Regions from separate parts of the Mus musculus genome. Here region 2 is linked to region 1. A link is a contact called in public Micro-C data. All regions are on one chromosome and are shown on one strand. The core of a region is the stretch at or near the end of the contact, and the rest is flanking DNA. Distances in the headings are between cores, read along the strand shown. Region 1 overlaps Gm29796 (a long non-coding RNA gene). Region 2 holds the start of Mex3b (mex3 RNA binding family member B).

Evidence for each region. A called contact is a pair of places that touch in the nucleus more often than the background predicts.
Region 2: a contact with region 1 is called in a Micro-C map of trophoblast stem cells, with 2.1 times the contacts expected there. The contact joins the promoter of Mex3b here to the enhancer-like site in region 1. A contact is called at or near these places in 2 of 39 promoter capture datasets (the C10 cell line and pre-B cells), 1 of 15 datasets of contacts at CTCF or cohesin (the NIH/3T3 cell line), 11 of 484 Hi-C or Micro-C datasets (the C10 cell line, the C2C12 cell line, bone marrow-derived macrophages and 6 more) and 7 of 115 datasets of contacts at active chromatin or transcription factors (the 3134 cell line, the SCID.adh cell line, embryonic stem cells and 2 more).

What each region holds. Positions count from the first base shown.
Region 1 is chr7:82,820,727-82,824,415 of GRCm38.p6, forward strand. Gm29796 (a long non-coding RNA gene) reads left to right here. Exons shown (of 3, transcript XR_378297.3): 3 at 2,454-2,694. Among named protein-coding and RNA genes, the nearest start is that of Gm29796, 12 kb to the left of the region's middle. Within about 2 kb of position 2,100, at least 29 of the 459 cell types and tissues checked have an H3K27ac peak or open chromatin away from gene starts, as enhancers often do. A contact at or near this core is called in the C2C12 cell line and trophoblast stem cells, where this site is marked.
Region 2 is chr7:82,865,693-82,869,381 of GRCm38.p6, forward strand. It overlaps Mex3b (mex3 RNA binding family member B), which reads left to right and starts at 1,641. Exons shown (of 2, transcript NM_175366.3): 1 at 1,641-2,235; 2 at 3,064-3,689. The coding sequence starts at 1,959. It overlaps Gm36584 (a long non-coding RNA gene), which reads right to left and starts at 1,604. Exons shown (of 5, transcript XR_003946820.1): 1 at 1-1,604.

The DNA.
Region 1 (3,689 bases), core at 850-3,349:
TCTTCTTTTTGTTTTTCAACAAAGATCTGCAGTGCGACATAAAGGAAGAAGCACATATTTGGGGTGCAGGAAGGAAGTGTGTGCAGTTGCTCCTGGTTGTCATATCCACTACAGACTTGGGGCCCCTGTGTCACATGGCCACACTAACACAGCCTGCAGTTCACAAATAGAGCAGTTGGGAGTCCTGATTGCTCCTGCATGTGCATACGATGTTAGGAGACAACCTCTCAGACCAGAGCAGAAGCCAGGTTTCCAAAAGGACAGAAACCAAAGGGGAAAGACAGATACCTGGCCTGCTCTCTGGGAAGTGTGGTAAGGAGACAGAGCTGTCACAGACCTGGGGCTGAATGGTAAAGGAAGGGTGTGTCTGCTCCTAGGCATCCGATCAGTTTGTGAGCTAGCCTTAGCTCACCTTGGCCCTTCCTGCTGAGCTGAGTACTTACTTTCCCGTAGCCCAGCAGTGAAGAGTTAGGAATGATTTCTCAACGTATTTATAATGGTAAAGTTATGTTCATGAGCCTCCTTGCTGGGACCTGTAGGGTCAATGCTGAATCTCACAGATATTTAGCATAGACTTATGTTTTAATATTATTATAAATACGTTACTGAAAGGAAAAACATTTTAGGAGAAAGATGGATGTTTTCTGAAAGACCCATGGAATCTGATAAATGAAACGTGGAAGCTCACAGATGGAGGGTACGGGGAGGTCTTTTCAGCTTTTTACCATTGGACTAATGATCAATGTAGAATGTCCTGGATTGCAGAGGCCGTTTAGAGGCCTCTAAGTGCTTCTTCTTCATTGCATATAAGTGGCCCCCAGGGCTAAGGTGAGCTTCCCAGAAAGCAGGACTGGCAGGTGGGAAGGTCTTGATTATTTATCTCACATCAGTACACATCCCTTCCAAGATCTCCAGTGGAAAGGGCCCAGCACAAGGTGGTGGCAAAGCGCAGGTAGCTTTGCTAGGCTAAGGGTGCAGGAATCTAATCTCACAGACAGTGCTGGAACACCAGGACAGCCCCTTCCCCACCCCCAGCTCTCCTCCACACAGCAGCCTCTCCTTAACAGAGACCTTACTTTACCTCTGGTTGTACTCCTCTCCCTGAGCTTTAGTTGCTATTCGTTCCCAATGAGCTGAACGTTTGGCTGTGTTGTGTACTAATTGTGTTTTCACTCACTGTGGTGAGTTTTCGGACCATCACTTGCCTCTTAATTAATTCCCAGTGCCTTAGTGCTTTTCAGGACTGCTTTTATGAGGGCTGTATGTGTAAGACATCACTTCTTGGTCTTCCTTATCCACTGCAAATTTTCCCTCCAAGACATTGTTCTTCATTTTTGTTTTCTTTTGTTTTAACATGTGAAAGCTACATATGCATGCACAGGCACATAGGCATAGATACACAGAGGCACAGAGAAGTGACAGGGACACGGAGACATACACACAGAGACATACCACACATACAGAGACACACACCACATACACTCACTCACACACACACACACACACACATCACATGCACACACACACACACACCACATTACACACTCCATTAACACACACATACACACCACACATGCTCCATAAATACACACATATGTGCACACCACACACACTAACACCCACACACAAACACATGCACACCACACACATTACGCACAAACACCATACACACTCCATAAATACACACACATGTGCACACCACACATACACTATAAACACACACACACATGTACACCATACACACTCACACATACATACCACACACACATACAACACACATTCCATAAACACGCACACACACAGAGACACACACACATACACACACACACCTCCCTCTCCTTTTGTGGCTCCCTATCTCCCTACATTTGCTCCTGAGTTTCTCTAGGGATGCTCTGTGTGTGTCACACAAGAAAAATGTCACAGCTGGAGTGAGGAATCTGGGAGTGGTGTGAGAGCCGGAGAGCCTGGATGATGTCATAAGAATTGACCAGAGCAAGAAGAGAAAGAGAGCAGATGAGCTGCCAAGACCCTGAGAATCCCTCCCCTCTTACAGAGCCTGTGGTGGGAGAGAGATGGAAAAGGGGAAGGAAGGGCCAGAGCAGCACAGAGTGCCACCAGCCTGGCTTGAAGTTGAGAAATGCAGCCATGAGGACAGAACCTGGGGGTGGGGGGGGGGGTGTTGCCATGGAGGGGGACAAGTCTTCACTCTTGTTGCACCTTTTCTTCTACTTGGTTTAGTCCTTTAGGGTGTCATCCCTCTAGGGCTCCCTGGGGATCGGTGCCAGGTGTGTCTGACTCTGTCCGAACTCCAGGTGACTGGCACCATTTCAGTCCTTTCTATCTCTCCAGCCCTGCAGACAAGGAGAGCAAGGAGCTAGTTGTTTCCTTGTCACAGTATAGGGTTTTCTGACCCGGCCTGTTGTCTCTGTCTCTTTCACTCCTTTTCTGATTAGACACTTGAAGTTTATTTGGATGCTTAAATAACACAGACATGGAGAGAAAAAGGAGTGTATGATGAGCAACCTTCAAGAAAGGCGGGGAATGGACAGAAGGAAGAGGCAGCAGTTTCAAGCATCCTATAGCTCAAGCATGCTGATGTCATGATCCTATATAGGTTCATAGGTGTGGAAACTGAGTCAGAGGGTCACCCTATGAATTGTTCAAACTGGCATGGTTAAAAACAAACAATGCGAACAGAGCTAAACAGAGAATTCTCAACTGAGGAAACTCAAGTGGCTGAGAAGCACCTAAAGAAATAGTCAACATCCCTAGTCATCAGGGAAATGCAAATCAAAATGACCTTGAGATTCCACCTCACACCAGTGAGAATGTTTAAGATCAAAAACTCAGGCAACAGCAGATGCTGGCGAGGATGTGGAGGAAGAGGAACACTCCTCCATTGCTGGTAGGATTGCAAGCTGGTACAACCACTCTGGTGGCTTCCTCAGAAAATTGGGCATAGTACTACCTGAGGACCCAGCAATACCACTCCTGGGACTATACCCAGAAGATGCTCCAACATGTAACAAGGACACATGCTCTACAATGTTCATAGCAGCCTTATTTATAATAGGCAGAAGCTGAAAAGAACCCAGATGTCCCTCAATAGAGGAATGGATACAGAAAATGTGGTACATTTATACAATGGAGTACTACTTAGCTATTAAAAATGATGAATTCATGAAATTCTTAGGCAAATGGATGGAACTAGAAAATATCCGGAGTAAGGTAACCCAATTGCAAAAGAACACACATGGTATACACTCACTGATAAGTGGACATTAGCCCAACAGCTCCAAATACCCAAGATACAATTCACAGATCACATGAAGCTCAAGAAGAAGGAAGACCAAAGTGTGGGTGCTTCAATCCTTCTTAGAAGGGGAACAGAATACACACAGGAGCAAATATGGAGATAAAGTGTAGAGCAGAGACTGAAGAAAAGGCCATATAGAAACTATCTCACCTGGGGATCCAGTCCATGTTCAGTTACCAAACCTAGACACTATTGTGGATGCCAAGAAGTGCATGCTGAAAGAGTCTGATATGGCTGTCTCCTGAGAGGCCCTGTCAGAGCTTTACAAATACAGAGGTGAACGCTCACAGCCAACCATTGGACTGAGCACCACGTCTCCAATAGAGGAATTAGAGAAAGGACTGAAGGAGTTGGAGGGGTTTGCAACCCCATA
Region 2 (3,689 bases), core at 391-2,890, 45 kb after region 1:
TTAACCACCCAGGCATTGGGCAGGGGAGGTATTGTGGATAAAAGCCGAGGTGCGGGGTGATCCCTTTTTTCTGGGTCCCTCAGATCTGCCCCAGGTCCCCAGGGTCGCCCCCAGCGGGGAAGGGGTTCTCCAGTAAACCAGTCTGCGGTGTACACAAGTCGCCTCGGAATCACCAGGAGGCGTCTCTCCCGGCAGACCTTAACAGGATTAGGGAAAGCCTGGACTACTAGCCTGCAGGGCGCAGGGGCGCGGATAAACAGGCGGGCTCCGGGAACAAAGGACGGAGAAGCGGATGCGCTTTGAGCAGGGAAGGGGCGTCCTCCTCTCGCAGGAGGGAGATGCGCCGAGGCCCGAACCCCGCCCCGGCCCGCCCCTCAAAACCTCCTTTCTTTTCGCTTGCGCTCGGAGGCTATCGGTGGAGAAGCCAGGAGGGGGCGCAGTTCGCCTTGGCCGCCCGCTAGTCCTGTCGCACCCTTCCTCCGCCGCCTCCCCCAACCCGAGAAGCGCACAAAGAGCGCCAGGCCCGACCACACACCTCCCGGCGGGGCCGGGCTGGGCGGAGGGCGGGGCCGGCGCGCTCTGGGCTCCTCTCAGGCACTGCGCATGCCTGACCGCAGGGAGGGGCGGGCCTGGGAGCGGCGGGCGCGCACGCCCTCACTGTTCCCGGGCAGTGTAGGGCTGGCGTCCCGGCAGTGGGCGCGCGGCGCTCGTGCGCGTGTGGGAGCCCGCGGGGTCTCAGTCCGCGCGCCAGGCATGTGCGGGACCCTAGAGGTCACCTGCAGCGGTGCGGGTCGGGCCCTTTCTGCAACCGGTTTCTGGTTTTGGCATTCGTTCTTTCAGGGCCACTTGGGCAAAGTGCTACCCAAGGGGACGGAAATGTGAGCGCGCGCGCGAGTGGCAGTGTGGGCGGGCGTGTCTTTTGTGTGGCGTGCGCTCCCGCGCAGGTGGGCAGCTCGCGCCCAGCAGTCACAATACCAATGGGGCCCAGGATCTCGAGCCTTTGGTTCCGCGTCCCAGGGTTGGGCCGCCCTGTGGTACAGATACCTTGTACAGTATACCGTCCACCTAGTGGTCGCGTCGGCTCCAGGGATGCTTTATTTGGGGGCAGTAACGGGACTTTAGAAGGACCGCTCTTTGGAGCTTGGCGGCTGGCATCACAGTTGGGCGCCTTTTCTTCTCAACCTGGAGAGGAAAGAGACTTGAGGACAGTGGTTGTCCTCGGCTGATAGGTACATATAAATGTCCCGAGCCAGCCGGTCCCGCATTAGACAACAAAGAGAGGCGTTCGCGGCGGCGGCGGGGGAGGGGCGCGGCCGGGAGGAGGCCGGGGCGGGCTGCGGCGAGCTCGATGGGGGTGGCGCTGGCTCCGCTCTCTCAGCCCCGGCCTCCGCCCGCCCCCGGCCTGGCGCGCGCCAATCGCCTCCCCCAGCGATAGTGTCAGTAGCATTGTAGTGTCAGCTCCCGCCGGTGACGTTGCGCCTCCCTCGTCCCCCTCCGGAGCCGTCTGGCTGCAGAGGCTCAGTCAAGAGGCGGGTAGGAGAGGAGGAAAAAGCGCTGAGTGAGGGCGGGCGGGAGGGAGGGAGGGAGGGAGTGGAGGAGCCGGGGAGGGGCTCCTTAAAGAAACGCTGCTGTCGCTCGCCTGTTCGCTTTGCGCTCGGCATTGTGGCCAGCCAGCCGGGCACTCGGGGGGCACGCGCGGCCGCCGCTCGAGCTCTGCCCCCACCCCAACCGCCAGCAGATCTGGGGTGGGGACCCAGGCGGGGGCTCTTGCAGCCACTGCCCGGTGCGGATTGCACGCAGAGACCCACTCCTCCGAGCGCCGAAAAACGAGCCACGGAGCCCTCCGCAGCCGACCGGCCTCCCCGCCCCTGACTGCCGGCTTCCCGGCTGCCTTTGTGGCTGCACCTTCTAGCTGCCGAGCAGAGAGCCGGCTGGGGCGCGGCGCGCACGGCGGAGCGATGCCCAGCTCGCTGTTTGCAGACCTGGAGCGCAACGGCAGCGGCGGCGGCGGGGGAGGCGGCGGCGGGGGAGGCGGCGGTGGCAGCGGCGGGGGAGAGACTCTGGATGACCAAAGAGCCCTGCAGCTTGCGCTCGATCAGCTCTCCCTGTTGGGACTGGACAGTGATGAGGGCGCCTCTTTGTACGACAGCGAACCGCGCAAGAAGAGCGTGAACATGACCGAGTGCGTGCCGGTACCCAGTTCCGAACACGTCGCGGAGATCGTAGGGAGGCAAGGTGGGTCCGGCAGGGATGGGGACCGGAGGGGTGTGTAGGATCTCCGCCACCGCCTCACTGTGAGGGCGGGTGCAGGAACGGGAGCTGTGGCGCGGGGGAGCCTTGGGGAGGGAGGAAGAGCCGCGCGATGGGCCGGCGCACTAGACAAAGAAAGTGCAGGCAGGCTGTCTTCCACAGCGGCGCCAGTGCCGCGGCGGGATGCACTTTCTCCTGCTAAAATCACTGCCTTTTCCTCTAGTGCTCCAGACTTAGTCCACTCTAGGAAAGATGTTTAAAATATAATATACTGGGGGAGGGGACCTCTGGTGGTCCTTTGGGAGGGGGCAGTATGGGGGGGGGTCGTCCGAAGGGATGAGGATTCGGGATTTCTGCAAAGCGGAATGGAATAGAGTCCAGGGAAGGAACAATGGGTCCCAGGACTGCCATTCTCTTAACCCCACCCCTAGTCCTCCAGAGTCTAGGGATCGCGGCTTCCCGGGAGCCCCTGGTCTTCAAGGCAATCAGTGTGCTCAGTTGGATACCAGCAGCATCCCCCTAGATGACTTTTCTGGGGTTCTGCGCTTTGCTTGGGACGACTGCAGTTACCGGGGGAGGGCCAGGCAGCCAATGGGCTATTTATTCCTCGAGCGTTTCGAGGACAGAACCGGCGGTCCAGCTCCTAGCGCGGTTCGGGGTCAGCGAGGGAGACGCCCCCTTTCTCTGGTCGCGTGTTCTGCTGCCCAGCTGCCTTGGGCGCGGGCTGTCCCGGGTCTCCGCGGTTATCCTGGGATAATGGGCGTGTCTCTTTCTCTATTTCTCCTACTCCCTCCCTTGAACCCTGGCTTCCAGGTTGTAAAATCAAAGCTTTGAGGGCGAAGACCAACACTTACATCAAGACCCCAGTTCGCGGGGAGGAGCCTGTCTTTGTTGTGACGGGCAGGAAGGAGGATGTGGCTATGGCTCGGAGGGAGATCATCTCTGCCGCAGAGCACTTCTCCATGATCCGAGCCTCTCGTAACAAGAACACGGCTCTCAACGGAGCTGTGCCCGGACCGCCCAACCTGCCGGGACAGACCACTATCCAAGTGAGGGTGCCATACCGCGTGGTAGGGCTCGTGGTGGGTCCAAAGGGCGCCACGATCAAGCGCATTCAACAGCAGACACATACATATATTGTGACACCCAGCCGAGACAAGGAGCCAGTTTTCGAGGTGACTGGCATGCCAGAGAACGTGGATCGCGCTAGAGAGGAGATCGAAGCTCACATCGCGCTGCGCACCGGTGGCATCATCGAGCTGACAGACGAGAACGACTTCCATGCCAATGGCACAGACGTGGGCTTTGATCTGCATCACGGGTCCGGCGGGTCCGGGCCGGGCAGCCTCTGGAGCAAGCCCACCCCAAGCATCACTCCTACACCTGGCCGCAAGCCCTTCTCCAGCTATCGCAACGACAGCTCCAGCTCGCTTGGCAGC